Regions from separate parts of the Gossypium arboreum genome. Here region 1 is linked to region 2. The links are chromatin contacts, called in public Hi-C maps. All regions are on one chromosome and are shown on one strand. Each heading gives the region's core, a stretch centred on a gene start, on an enhancer-like site or on the middle of the called end of the contact. The rest is flanking DNA. Distances are from core to core; before and after follow the strand shown. Region 1 has its middle 18 kb from the start of LOC108459098. Region 2 holds the start of LOC108457675 (protein TONNEAU 1a-like).

What was found. A called contact is a pair of places that touch in the nucleus more often than the background predicts.
Region 1: a contact with region 2 is called in a Hi-C map of leaf, with 3 times the contacts expected there. The contact joins the enhancer-like site here to the promoter of LOC108457675 in region 2. A contact is called at or near these places in 2 of 5 Hi-C or Micro-C datasets (both in leaf).

Annotation. Positions count from the first base shown.
Region 1 is chr4:35,523,002-35,525,756 of ASM2569848v2, forward strand. No RefSeq gene overlaps it. Among protein-coding and RNA genes, the nearest start is that of LOC108459098, 18 kb to the left of the region's middle. Within about 2 kb of position 1,275, at least 2 of the 2 cell types and tissues checked have an H3K27ac peak or open chromatin away from gene starts, as enhancers often do. A contact at or near this core is called in leaf, where this site is marked.
Region 2 is chr4:35,292,997-35,295,696 of ASM2569848v2, forward strand. It overlaps LOC108457675 (protein TONNEAU 1a-like), which reads left to right and starts at 1,416. Exons shown (of 8, transcript XM_017756746.2): 1 at 1,416-1,631. The coding sequence starts at 1,545.

The sequences.
Region 1 (2,755 bases), core at 25-2,524, 230 kb after region 2:
GTTTTTCAGTTTTACAGAATAAATTATATAATCTGTAAAGACTATCAACAACCCTACATATGTTGGATATTGAGAACGGATATTTTCTGGTTAAATTCCAAAATAAGTTGGATTGTGAAATGGCTCTTTCTGAAGGCCTTTGGATCATCTTTGGACAATACTTGACGGTTCAGCCTTGGACGATATCTTTTGACCCCTCACAGGCATATCCAAGCATTATGAAGGCGTGGATCAGATTTCATGGCTTACTAGGTTACTTATACAACCATAAAATTATTACTGAGATAGGAGGGATGGTTGGCAAAGTGGTTAAACTCGATATGAAAACTGATAGTAGAGCTAGAGGGTGCTTTGCTAGAATGTCAGTTTATGTTGATTCGGACAAGCCTTTGGTTTCCCAAATCTTGATCAATGGCCGAAAACAGAATGTGGAATATGAGTATCTATCCACAATTTGTTTTAATTGTGGGAGATATGGTCACGTAGAAAACTCTTGTACTTTCAAGAATTCAGGTGTCACCGGGGAAAATAATTTTACTCCGCATGAAGAGTCACCGGAGATTCAAAAAATGACTAGAGATAGCTCGGGGAAGAAGGTTGAAAATTACGGACTATGGATGATCGTTGAAAGAAAATCAAGGCGGAAATTTAGAGAGAATGCACAAACTCCTTCAGCAAATCAAGAGACTGGAAAAGAAGGATCACGTTTTAGAATCCTTAATAATCGGGAATCCCATAAAAATGTTAATAAGGGTGATATGTTTGATTCTAGACGTAATAAAGGGAAAGAAATAATCAATGGAAACTATACCAGGAAAGATGTTGGCTCTTTTCAAAATGGACGAATTGATTTAGGCAAGAAAAATAATAATAACGGTCAGGTTAAGGGGGTAGGCCGTTTTATTAATAATGGCCCGAGTACTAATGAGGAAAGTGGGCCAATCTCTGGATCCAGCTTGAATTACAACAGGACTAAGGAAATCTTATCGGATTTTAAGAAGCAGACCAGCTTTTTGGGCCTTGGAGATATCTCGGATGCTCAGGCCCAAACTACTTTGGACCAGCCTGGATCTGTCATTATGGCCCAACATAAATCTGTTGTTGCTGGCTACAGTAGCAGTCCTATTGCGATGGTAGACGAGCGACCGCCTTCTACCATTGAAATGGGTCTTCTTCTTGCAGACAATACTAGATCGGTTCAGGTTTCTCTGGTTCTAGAAAGGCGTAACAAAAAGGAATAGGGAGTGGCAGTGGGAAGTCTTGATTCTGGAAGACACACGGCGGTGGTTTTCCATGAAACCTCGAACCCTAACAAATCTACTACTCATCCAAACAGCAGTAAAAGGTTAATTCCGGTGAGTACCTCCGGTTCAGGAAATGGATTCGATACTAGAAGAAAAGGAATTTCTAAGAAATGCAACAAAGCTCTCCATGGGAATAACACTCGATTCACATTCACTGGTTTACAACGGGTGTCTCTGAAGGAGTCGATGAAACAAATTGCTGAAATTCTGTCGGACTCTTCCAATACCAATTTAGACTCAGTGTTACCCAATGAATTGGATGAGCAAAATGAGGGGAGTTTTCTCCTTGGACAGTAAGCTCTTAAGGTTTTCTTTGGTTTTCTTATTTTTTAATTTTCCTTTTTTTAATTATTTTATTAGATTTTGGAAATTGTTATATTTTATTTTGTTTAATTTTCTTTTTATGATTATGGGATTAAATCTAAAAATATTTACATGGAACTGTCATGGATGTGTTAGCAGGAATTTTATTCATGCCTTTTGAGAATATAATGAGGAGCACAAGTCAGATATTGTCTGTTTGGTTGAACCGAGAGTGAGTGGCAACAAGGCCAATGATATTATTGAGAAATTAGGATTTAATTTTTCGCATCGGGTTGAAGTAGTGGGGTTTTTAGGTGGTATCTGGGTGGGGTGGAAGGATTCTATTCACATTAGAATCATTCAAAACCATCCACAATTTATTTTTTTAAGTGTTGATAATCTTATTCCCGATAAATCCATTCTCATTTCTTTTGTGTATGGTAGTCCAGATAGGTCTAAACGGAACCTCCTCTGGAAAGGTTTACAATCCATCACTCCTAATAATTTCACCCATTGGCTTGTTATGGGAGATTTTAATGCGATCTTATCTCCTGCTGATAAAAAGAGCCCTTCTACTATTGGTAAGCGTTGTAATTTTTTTGGTAATTTTGTTTACTCATGTGAGTTGCAGGACTTAGGCTATAGCGGCCCCCTTTCATTTGGCAAAGAGGTGGTACTTTAGTCAGACTGGATAGGGCATTCGCAAATGAAACTTGGTTGACTACATTCCCCTAATGTTTAGTACATCACCTCACCCGTATCAAGTCGGATCATTGGCCTCTTTTATTGTTTACTAGACCAGATTTTTGCACTCCTAAAGGCAGGCTTTTCAGATTTTTAGCAGGATGGACGAAGTATAATGACTTTTCCAATTTTTTCAGATGCAAGGGGAATTTTGCAAGTAATATGAGTGACTCCTTAAATAATTGTACTTTTTCTGTTAAAGATTGGAGCAGGAATGTGTACGGCTTTTTGGGTACTCGCAAGAGGAACCTAATGAGATCGCTTAACAATATTCAAAAGGCTTTAGAACATTCTGGCTCCGCTCATTTAGCTAAAAAAAAGATGGAAGTTCGGGACGAGTTGGAAAACGTCCTTGATCATGAGGATTTGCTTTAGAGACAAAGGCTCGATGCGATTGGCTGCAA
Region 2 (2,700 bases), core at 166-2,665:
ACCAACTTTAAATTTTAAAAGTAGTAAGTTTAAAATTGAAAGTAGAAAAAAAGGACAAAATCTCTGAATGTTTCATAAACACAATTTTGTGTGAACTTTCATTTTATATATTAAGGGATAGTGATTTTTTTCAAAAATTTGTGGATTATTTTTTAATGTGTGGGATAAATTTTTTATTTGTGAAATTTATTGATGATTATTTTATAAAATTTATTAATATTTTTATATTTGAAATTATTTGATTTAATTTATTTTATATTTTAAAATATTTTTAGGATAAATTTTAAAATTATACATGAATAAATTTTAAAATTATACATGAATTTTGATTTAATGTGCAAGTATGTACATGAATTTTAATTTGGTGTTATTATATACGTTAAGCTCTAATTGTGATTCAAATGTATATTTAAAACTTTAATTTTGATTTAATCCTACATATTTAAAGAAATAAATACATCAATTTATTTTTATATTGATTAAATACAATTATTTATGTATGTAATATATAAACATAAAAATAATGTTGTATCAATAATTATGTTAATAATTTACGAGAATTGAATTAAATCAAAATCAAAATTCATATATACAATTATATAATATATAATTTTAATATTTACCCTATTTTTATATATTAAACATTTTATGCAAAAATATTTGTGAATTCAAAACGATACAATGGAATAAAACATCGCATATCAGTTTCAATGAAAAAACGGTGCTTCCATATAGGGGTGAGTATTCGATCTAGTCGAGTCAATTGAGTCAAAAAAATTTCGAGTTAGTTGAGTTGACGAATCATATTCTAACAACCGAACTCAATTTGAATTTTTTTCGAATCGGATAGTATCAAGTCAAAAAATTTCGAGTCAAGTCGAGTCGAGTTAACGAATCCTATTATTTATATATATTTAACTAGCAAAAGAAGTATAAAATTATTTAACTACATAAACAATATAATGGTTTTACCTTTTTAACTTAATGAGTAAACATTTACCAAAATAACGCAATTTTGCCTTTTAATTTAATGGTTTTAACTTTTAACTTTAGAAAAGGTAAACATTTATCAAAATGATAATTTTGTCTTTTCTTATTCAAATTTTTAGATAACTCAAATTGTGTAATTTATATTCGAATTAAACCGAAAAACTTAATTTTTTATTCAAATTGATTAAAATAACTTTAACCATTTAATTTAAAATAACCAAATTTTATTCAATTTTTCGAATTTAATCGAATTTTACTCGCCCCAAATTCCATAAATGCAGTTGGGACTATCTTGCTAGATATAGAAAATGAACGGTTAAGATCACACTTTACAATCTGCGGAATCTCCCATCAGATTACAAGATCGAACGGCCGGGATCACATTTTACCTCCACTGGATCCCACATTCACCAGGAAAAAGATTGTTATATAAAAATATAATATGCTGCTTCCATTTTTCCTCTCTCTCGCAGCAGAACAAACTTCATTTCTTCGTCACCAGAAGAAGAAAAAGAAAAAAACAGTTTCCTTAAATTTTCTAGGAAATTTAGAGAATGGATGATTACACGAGAGAAATGATGGATTTGAAAACCCTAGTTACACGAACCCTTGAGAAGAAAGGGGTTCTAGCTAAGATCCGGGTAAGAAAAAAAACTTATTATTATTATTTTGGTTTTGTTAATAGAATTTTGTGATTGGTTCTCGTAATCGTGAAAGAATAAAATAATTTGGTTGAAGAATTTGGCTTTCTTAAGTTGTAGTTGAGTAAAAAGGTCCTCTTTTGGCTGGATCTCATGTTCTGAATGATTTTAATTTTGTAAAACTACGTATTTTTAGTATTATTTGAATGGGTGAATTGGGTTTTTAGATCTTTAGCTATTAATGTAGGACCCGCAAGTTAAGATTACATAGTTTTTAAGCATCTAGGTGTGGTTTTATTTGGGGGAATGTTAGAGAAATTAGAAATGCAATTTTTGTTTTTCTGAAGTACTGAGGAGTGAGGAGCAGGGTAGGAAATTTGCAATTATTTTTGTTTAGTTATATGCTGGAAACTTTGAATGTGTAGTAGTGTCTTTGGATCTGGGTATTCTGCATATTTTATTTTCATGCGCTTTAATTGAGCAAATTTGCTGATAATTTCTTTGAAATGTATTGGATTTGTGGAAGGTACAAAATGGGATTAGTGCACCATTTAGCTGCTAATGAAAGGGTTAACTACTTTCGAGTAATTGAAGTGGGAACAGTTTGCTAGATCGGGAGTATCTACTATTTATATTTAATTTGGTTTTGGAAGACTTCAAATGAGCTGTTCCGAGTTTTGATTGTTTCTAAAGGAAATAGAGGAGAAAGTTGTCTCCTGAATTTTCAGGGATGTTGAGCCTAGTTAATGACACTGTTAAATTCTCTCTTGTATTTCGAAGTGCTGGAAATTTGTTTCCCTTGTCTATCTGTGTAGGGCTCCTAGACAGGGGATGAAAGAAAAGAGGGCCAGGGCAAGGGGCATATCAAGTGCCGATCTAATGAAGCCATAATTAGTAGTGTTATTATCTTTAAATGATTGCTGCTTGTGAAGTTTTGGAATTAAGAAAGCTGTTTTCTCCTTTGAGCATTATGTTTCTCGTTTTTCCTCTTTGTTTTGTAATTTTAATTTAATTGGTATTTCAGTTTCCAATGAATTATGCACTTGAATTGCTTTTGGTTAACGATTCT